Regions from separate parts of the Mus musculus genome. Here all the other regions are linked to region 1. The links are chromatin contacts, called in public HiChIP or PLAC-seq maps. All regions are on one chromosome and are shown on one strand. Each heading gives the region's core, a stretch centred on a gene start, on an enhancer-like site or on the middle of the called end of the contact. The rest is flanking DNA. Distances are from core to core; before and after follow the strand shown.

Region 1 (2,913 bases), core at 161-2,660:
GTATTCTACTAGGTGGTGAAGCAGAGGAAGCCAGTGACCCCAGGACTCTTTTGCCTGCAGCCAAACGCACCCCTTCCTTCCCTCCCTCCCTCCCTCCCTCCCTCCTTCCCTCCCTCCCTCCTTTCTTCTCTCCCTACGATACTCTGTCCTCAGCTCTTGAAACACTAGAGAGCAAGTAGTCTCATCTCTGAATGTTGATCTTCTTTTCCAAAGCAAGCTGAGATAAAACAAAAATATTTTGCTGGGAGAGTATGTAGCTGGGTTTCATTGTATCCAGAGATCAGAGGGGCAGTAGTAAGATCACTTACTGCCCCTGGACAGAGCCTAGGAAGGCTCTTCTATAGAAAAAGGGGAAGGCTATGGGGTGATTATGGGGAAGCAGTATCAATTCATGCCCTTGAGTAATAACAGCCCACCCCCATCCTCTAAGCTCTTTGTTACACATGCTGAGTACAGCCGTGGGAGTCTCACCCAGCCCCTGCAAGGTAGAGATTATCATTGTCATCATCCTTATTTTAAAGATCAGGGTCCAGAGAGTTCAAGAGGTTCCCCTCACATCACATAGCTGGTAAGTGCCAATGGTGTGAACTGAGCTGTCTGACTCATGCTGTGCTGCCTCAGGCTAATGAGTCTGAACTTGGCTTGGGAGGATGTGGTGCAGCCGTGCCTATTCATAACATGAGCTAGCCTGAGGTGAATTTCAGTGAGGTCTGCAGACAGAAGACAAGTTGATGAGACCAAATTAGCGCAAAGTACTGAAATAAATGTTCTGCCTCTTCTTCGCGCAGGGTGTTAACTGTGGAGTGCTCCTCTGTAAGAGAGCTGCAGGAAGGGAGATAGCAAGTTCACTAGAGAACACCACCTGTGAGGCAAGTGGCTTGCTTATTCTCAAGATCTGGCTCAGCGTGAGCACCTCAAAAATGAGTTTCCCTGGGTGAGAGGGAGCTTCACCTCTTAGTGTCCTTCCCCTAGTCTGTGACTATGACTAGTGTCATCCAGCTGGACACCTATGGCCACCTGGACCCCTGCTTCCTTACAGCCTGGCTCTTTCTCTCTGTAGCTCTGACGTCCCCACAAATACCACACCCAATCCTGAGGATGGAGGGCAACAATTTCCTAGCTCTTGCCTCTTTCCTGTCTCTTCCCGTTGTAAGTACCATAATTAGGTACCCCGTGACTTCTCCCAAATCAGTGTTAGGTCAATCTTCCTAAAAGCAGCTTCTGTCATTCCTGTTTGGATGTAGCTCCTGATTCTTCATTGTCTCCCAAATTGCATTCAGACAAATCCCCCAGGACTCAGAGCTTAGGCTCTTTACAAATTTCACTTCATGTGGCTCCTCAGAGTCTCTTCTACTGGCCAGTCCTCAATGTGCCAGGCTGCAGCTCTCACTTCCTGCCAAGCACACATAACACTTGCCCCTCTTGTCTTCTCTCTGAATGTGGCTTTGCCTGGAGACAGTGAGCACACCTAGTGTTCGTTTGACTTATACGGATTTTGCTCGCTCCAGTTGGACATTACAGTTTTTGTGTAGGACACATGTGACTGTGCTCATTTAATGGATTTAAAAAACCGTGGCTTGGAGGGGGCAGGTTGGAGGGGGCAGGGAGCCTGAGGTTTCGTATCCAAGAAGTCAGAACCTTAACTTGTGCTTTGTACCCATCCTCCCCATCCAAGAACCTGTCAAGTTCTACCTTCCTCTCCCAGTCCAGCTCAAAGGCATCACCTCTGTACTTTTCCAAAACCAAGGGATGAGGGCTCTCCTCTGAGGTTGTATAGCAACTTCTCTAACTTGCTGACAACTTAAAACAATTGGGGGAAAAGCCTGAGAATTCCTGCACGAGGGCACAACAGGGCACAACGCCAACAGAGCTCAGGCATTCAGGATCTTTTGAACATGACCACTTCTGACCACTTCAAGGAATGATGTTTGTTTTTTAGTTTTTTTTTTTTTGTTTGTTTGTTTTGTTTTGTTTTCATATTTTTTCAGCCCAAGCACAAACACATGCATGCCCTGACACCAGCGACACAAATAATATTTATTTCTAATTCTGCAATGTGCTCTGATGTATTAAAAACTTCTGGGTAAGAGCCTACCAAACTGATTGCGAGACCTACTTATGAGTCCAGAAGAGAAGTTTGGAAAATCTCGAACTGAAATCTCCCTAAAGCCCCCCCAGTCTTCTTAGCCATTTGCCACAGCCTGGGCTCACCAGAGAAACAGGCTCAGCAGGAATTTAGGTGCATTTCCTACTGGAAACACAAACATTCCCGACAAGGCTGGGTCAGGAAGGGGAAGCCTTAGCCAGCCAGAGGACATCAGCTCCTTGCAGGAAGGCCAAAGGTGGCCATGTCACAGGGGCCATGTCACAGTGAGGCATCTTGGAGGAGTGACATTTGTGGGAACCAAAGATGCAGGCGGAAAGATTTCTCAAATGCTGTGTCTGAAGACTGAGAGGAAAATTACATGCTCATCATAATCTTGGATATACTGGGAAATCAGCAGGAATTTAAAAATAATAAAAATGTAATACATTTTTTTTTTTGGTTTCTATCTGCATAGAGCGTCTGCAGGCCTTCAGGCCTGTAAACCTGTCACTGAATTTAGTATCATTTCAACTTTATGAAGCACTTGATGTTTGCGAAGCGCTTGTACAATTACCAATCACCATACTGTTCATCTTCTGAGCATTGTAGCTCACAGACGGGCCCGAGGACTTCACATATAGAGTGAAGGGATTTTTTTTCCTCTCAAAAGGAGAAACATTGGTCAAGTCAATTAAAGAGCAGGCTTCTGAGCTTGCACGACTGGAGCTGCTTAAGATATGGGGTGCTTGCTTCTGGAGTTCCCTTCACCTCTCAGCACCCTGAACCTGCCATGCCGGCAGCCTCTCCAGACAGGTACCAGCATGCGA
Region 2 (2,913 bases), core at 306-2,805, 200 kb before region 1:
CTAGACTTAGATGTTCTTGTCTGCTGTTCATAATTGACTGCAGGTGTCTTGGCAAGTCTCAACACTAATGTAAATCCTTCTCCACTGAGTACTTTGTACGCTGTAGGTGCTTAATAAATGGTGTGCTGAGTGATAAACCATACGATCTGAACCTAGGGAGAAGCTAAATGAAAGACGAGTTGTGAATAGCTAGAAGAGCTGTGAACAAGGGGCTGGGTGTGCCAGTGGCCATAAGGCTGCCATTTTGCTTTAATTGGCTTGCACCAGGCTGAAGCATCCTGCTTATGTAAGACATTAGACTTGCAGGGAAATAATCCTCCTTGTGTTTCCTCTGTATATATGTTCAGTCTATCTCTGTGTGTCTCTGTCTCTCTGTCTCTCTGTCTCTCTGTCTCTCTGTCTCTCTGTCTCTCTCTCTCTCTCTGTGTGTGTGTGTGTGTGTGTGTGTGTATGTGTGTGTGTGTGTGTGTGTGTGTGCAAGATGCATAGATGTGGACTTGGGAGTGGAGGGAACTAAAGCTTTGATCCCATTTCCAATACACAATGAAGTTCTGGATTTTCAGTGGACCCAAAGACATCTACACACCAAACCTATGGCCCTGCTCCTCAGCTGGGTAGCAAGATGTAGCACAAATATCTCCATAACAAAAATAGAGAAAAACAAAAAGACATGCTCCAGTGTTTTAGAGTAAGCTTCTCTTCTATGGAAACTTCTGGATTTGCACAATTCATGAGAATCCTTCCTTTAGAGATGAGTCTACAGCACTTAATGCCTGATGCTGCCCAGTTTAGCTCTTGCTTATAGCTTCTTGATATTTTTGGTTGTTTCCTTAAAACATAACTTCTGCCTCTTGTTGCCTACATATTTCATTCCTTCTATTGTTTTTTTACCCCATGGAACAGAATTGACTATATGGGGGGTTGCTGAGTAATTATGGATGATTTCATAGTCTAGTTAGATGTATGATGGAGTGCTTCAGTAGGATGCTAATTTTTAAGGGTGTAGAAAAGTATTTTGGGGAAGTCATCTCTAAAGACAAAAAGAGAAAAAAGTTGTAACTAAGTTTGCCTCTCTGGAAAGTAGATCAATAGACTTTTTAAGAAATAAGCTACAAGTGGCCAAAAACCACAAGAATTCAAATCACATCCGGTGTAACCCTGGGAGATTATTTCTGCTGCAGAAGGAAGATGGCTGTTCGTGATCTGAGCTACAGTATGCTGCAAGGATGTAAGGGCAGCCAAACTCCTGATCTCACTGATGATGGTGGAGTCTTACTCATGAGTCATATCTGACAGAAGGGAAACTGACTGCTTCAGAGGGAACTGATCTCTCCAGTTGATGTGTACAGATAGAGAGCACGTGGATATGCATATGCATATGTATATGTACATATATATGTTATATGTATACTATAAAATTAGTGATTAATATTTTGAAACCTTTACCTCGTTTTAAATAGTTTCTCTTTATGTGAAGTGCATTATTTTTAAAAGCACAGCACACACATCTCCTTCCAGCTCTCCCCTCCAGTGCCTCTGGCATTATTCATTCTGAAACTTTCAACCGGCAGCGGACTTGGAGATGCTTCTTAACTACAGCTCACATCATTAGTGTTCCTGCTGTCTAAGCAGAAAAACAATGGGATTCAGCTTAGCAAAAGGCTTCAGGAAAACATAAACTCTGAAGGGTAATAGATCTGCATCTCAAATGGTTTTTCTGTCTAATGAGCACCCTAATGAATTTTTTTTCAATTAGAATATTTTCACAGATCTCAGAATGGTTAACCCAAGACTGTTTCGTTGGGATAATCTTCATTTACTGAGATGCGTTGACTTCGAGGTCAACAATCTCTGCTCAGTTATTGCTCCGCCAGCCCTCTCTAGGTTGTCCCTCCCCTCTGAGGCCCTCACTGCTTGAGATCAGCTGATACAATCCCAAAACTCCAGTCTATTCTTTCCAGTTCTAATACAGACATTCTGAAAGGTTCCATAGACAGCTCTAACTCCACAGGTCTTGTGATATTGTCTCTAAGCAACACATACACTAACACCATCGTGACATCGTCTGTACATTCAAGTGAACTTTCTTATATTTTTGTTGCCTACGATCAATAGCTGCTGAGTCTGTTGCTGCTGACCTTGAAATAATATCAAGAAAACACTGTCTTGTGTTTCCTTTTCTATTTCTGCTGCCTTAGTTCAGGCCACAGCATCTCTTGCTTGTCTGGAGAAGGCTATAAGATGGCTGTTGCTTTAGGTAGGGTTTTATTGCTGTGAAAATACACCATGACCAAGGCAATTCTTAGAAAGGAAAACATTTAATTGGGGCTGGCTTGAGTTTCAGAGGTTCAGTCCATTATCATCATGGTGTGAAGCATGGTGATGTACAGGCAGATGTGCTGGAGAAGTTCTACATCTTGCAGCAGAAGGAGACTGTGTCACTGGATGTAGCTTGAGCATAGGAGATCTTAAAGCCTGCCCCAATGTGATGTGCTTCCTGCAACAAAGGCCACACCTACTCCAATAAGGCCACACCTCCTCATAGTGCCACTCCTCATAGTGCCACTCTATAGTTGGCCCAGTGGGCAGAAACCAATTTCTCCTTATGAGCACATTTCATTTGTCATGGAGCTGTTCCATAGAATGTTTTGTGTTAAGATCCTTCCTTGCTAAAAATTCCTAGTGGTGGGCCCCAATTTCCTGTCAACTCTGTTTGCAGCTGTTTGGTTCTATTTTCTGATATCTCTCTGGACTGAATCCCAAGAGACAAGTCATTGCTTGATGGGATGTCTGGTGTCACCCCTCTGTGTTTTTCCTGGGCTTCTACTCCTGTATGTCTCACAATATCACATGCACAAGTGTTCTGCGGGTTTCATGCCCCTCACTTTGCCTGCTCTAAGTATCATTCCTTTT
Region 3 (2,913 bases), core at 131-2,630, 180 kb before region 1:
CTGCAAAAGACCAGCACGAGATCAACCCGCTCAAAATCCCAGCGAAGATAGGGGAGGGGCCCCAAACCGTACCACCTCTGAAGGAGTGGAATTAAATGCCTTTGTAAAAGGGCTTGGCGGAAGGAGTTTGTACCCTTGCTTTTCTGCCTTCTACCATGGGACTCAATGTGTGTGATGGATGCATATTAACTAAATGAACCATGCACCACCCTTGAGGTCACAGATTTCCGTTTTGAACGGTAAGACCCTTTCCTCTCCCCTATCCCCGTTCCTGGGGTGTGTGCCTGATGACAGGCACATACTATGGACTGTCATGGTGGCACGTAACCTCCCCGCTTCTGAAATGTGTACAAAGGCCTGGATACTTTGCTGCATGAGTATGAACTCTATTCAGAGCCCCACCAGATGTCTGTCTGCCTGTGGTGTTAACAGCTCTCCTATTAAATATCTTGCCACAAAGGACAGCCCGTCTCAGTGTCCCCCTTTGTCCCCAAGCCTGAAATTCTTCTGTGGTTCAGATGAAGGCTCCACTAAAATGGATCGCCATTTAGAAAGTCCTGAACTTGACACTGGCTTCCACTTTCCACTGGGGACTTTTTCCTTCTCTTGAACTTTTTCTGACAACTTGGGTCCTGGGTCAGAGTCTTCTACCAGGACTGGGTTAGATCCCATTGCCCTCCATCAGCTGAATCTAAGGACGCTTATTCCCACCGAGCTCACCGTTTGTGACATTTGTCACACCTCCAGAAGAGAGTTAGAGTTGAGGATGCTTGTCTCTGATCCCTCTCCACCAATCAACTAAGTCACCTCATAGCCCATCACGTGTACCTTTGACCTCAGAACTCCTACACAGCAACTTCATGCTGTGAACGGCAAATGGCTGAGGACTTCCAGTATCGATACTTTTCTACTTTGCCAAATCGTACTACTAAAAACCTACTCCTCAAGGCTTCTTTCTCTGGGTGGCCAGAAATGGAAACTTTTCTGCGGGAGGTAACAGGCTGCCTCTCCACTAGCCAGACTCCTTGCTTTGATCATATACGAGGCTAGTTTCTCCCAAATGGTGTCACTCAAAGTCTCGTTCTTTGACTTCTCCCCTGCTCTGATAAGTGCGTGCTCCCTTCTCCTTACGTGCGTGTTCCCTTCTCCTTTCTCCCTGTCTTGGCAAGGATATTCACCACGCAGCCTCTCTCCTCCATGTGGTGCCCCATCTGGACTTGTCTCAGGGCCTCACGCATTAACCAACCTCTTCCTCTCCCATCAAAAAGGTCACCTTGTTACCACCTACAAATTCTTAGACACCCCACCCCCGCCCCAGGAAGATGAGTCTGCCCTCTATTTCACTGTTGGCTGAAGTGAAACCAGCTTTCACCCCAAGTCAGACAGGAAGGGGATCTCTCTCTCTCTCTTGTTCTTCCATTTATTTACTGTACACCCTGCTCACTGCTCCCCTCCCAGTCACCCCTTCCCACAACCCTTCCCCTATCCTTCCTTCCCCTTCTCTGAGTGGGTGGGGCCTCCCTGAGTATACCGCCGCGCCCCCCCCCCCCCGCCCCCATCCTGGCACTTCAAGTCTCTGATAGGCTAGGCCCTTCCTCTCCTACTGAGGTGAGACAAGGCAGACCAGCTAAAAGAACAAATCTCATGTACAGGCAACAGCTTTTGGGAAACGGCCCACCTCCCCTGCTCCAGTTGTTGGGGGGCCCTCATTCTTTACAGCCCATCCTGACTCATGCCTGAGCTAACATTTAAAAAATAGAAAGCAAAACTCAGTCCTTAACAAACATCTTTAGAACCGGGTTGAGTACGCACCCCCACTGCCGGCAAGCTTTCAAGGACTGGGTTCCCACCAGTCAAAGTAACTTCAGAATTGAGCAGGGGTGGCTACCTCTCACTCGCAGACAACTAACCTGATAGTCCATATTTAATTAAGAGGGCCCAAAAGATGCTTCTGTAGCTTCTCAAATCCCCTCAGTCAAGCCTCTTCCCATATCTTTTTCCATCCTCAGGAACTACATCCAGGCCACGAAGGTCTGCTCCTTCCTACATCCCTCCTTGGCCCCTGCCCCGCAGCTCTCAGGCACATGCAATAAAACCTTGTGTGAGCCACTGTCCCTGTCTGCAGCAGGAGCCTTCCTAAGCACACTGCCTGCTCAGCTATGAGCTTCCATTCTGCCCTTTGCCCTCTCCGTGGTGAGATGTACTCCTGTTATGGAATGTGTTGTCATTTTGTTTCTGGGCTGCAGCTGTGTATAATCTGTGTTCCTAAGTGTTACTTGTTTGCAAGCTGTCTTTATGTGTCTCTGTGTCCCAAGGGGACAAGGAAACCTAAGACCTTGCCACTGTTAAAGTCATATGAACCTGATTGTAAGGTGTGAGCACGCATGTGGATGAGAACGCACAGGTGTATAGATAGATATAAAACTTAAGAAAAAGAGGTTTTGCTCAAATATATACAGAACACCTTAGAATTCACAAATAAGCATGTGTTTTGCTACATCATCAACACAACTTTTCTTTTACAATGTATTCGGGATAGTAACTAGTATCTGTGGTACAAAGTAATTTCCTGAGAGAAGAGTTATTGACATAAAGTATATTTCTGATAAAGAAGGCTAAAGGAAGGGAAATGTTTTGGGATGAAAAAAATATTTTGTATGAAAGTGTATGAGGGATGGCTAGAAACACTGTACACCATACATGTCATAGATTATATATGACATATAATAATTCCTGAGGTCCAAATTCCATTGTACTGAGATGAAATTGATGCCAATTCTCTGCAAAAATGCAATTTTCTTAAGTATTGATTCAATCACAGAAACGTTCACAAAATCTGGCTTAGGAAACCAAGTGTTCTGCTTTGTCCTGTCACTGAGATAGTGAAAACCTGTGATTATTCCTCGAAACCCT

The links. HiChIP or PLAC-seq counts read pairs in DNA pulled down with a chosen protein or histone mark.
Region 2: a contact with region 1 is called in a BATF HiChIP or PLAC-seq map of CD8 T cells, with 6 read pairs. The contact joins two enhancer-like sites. A contact is called at or near these places in 1 of 484 Hi-C or Micro-C datasets (Th2 cells), 2 of 115 datasets of contacts at active chromatin or transcription factors (CD8 T cells and Th17 cells) and 1 of 9 other capture datasets (embryonic stem cells).
Region 3: a CTCF HiChIP or PLAC-seq map of CD8 T cells shows a contact between it and region 1, with 9 read pairs. The contact joins two enhancer-like sites. A contact is called at or near these places in 1 of 15 datasets of contacts at CTCF or cohesin (CD8 T cells), 3 of 484 Hi-C or Micro-C datasets (cortical neurons and liver) and 4 of 115 datasets of contacts at active chromatin or transcription factors (CD8 T cells, T-cell acute lymphoblastic leukemia, effector CD8 T cells and 1 more).

Annotation. Positions count from the first base shown.
Region 1 is chr9:95,149,693-95,152,605 of GRCm38.p6, reverse strand. The region is part of intron 14 of Slc9a9 (solute carrier family 9 (sodium/hydrogen exchanger), member 9); the gene reads right to left. Among named protein-coding and RNA genes, the nearest start is that of Gm32018, 160 kb to the left of the region's middle. Within about 2 kb of position 1,410, at least 40 of the 459 cell types and tissues checked have an H3K27ac peak or open chromatin away from gene starts, as enhancers often do. A contact at or near this core is called in CD8 T cells, effector CD8 T cells and regulatory T cell precursor, where this site is marked.
Region 2 is chr9:95,349,098-95,352,010 of GRCm38.p6, reverse strand. No RefSeq gene overlaps it. Among named protein-coding and RNA genes, the nearest start is that of Gm32018, 40 kb to the right of the region's middle. Within about 2 kb of position 1,555, at least 19 of the 459 cell types and tissues checked have an H3K27ac peak or open chromatin away from gene starts, as enhancers often do. A contact at or near this core is called in CD8 T cells, where this site is marked.
Region 3 is chr9:95,327,213-95,330,125 of GRCm38.p6, reverse strand. No RefSeq gene overlaps it. Among named protein-coding and RNA genes, the nearest start is that of Gm32018, 18 kb to the right of the region's middle. Within about 2 kb of position 1,380, at least 42 of the 459 cell types and tissues checked have an H3K27ac peak or open chromatin away from gene starts, as enhancers often do. A contact at or near this core is called in CD8 T cells, effector CD8 T cells and regulatory T cell precursor, where this site is marked.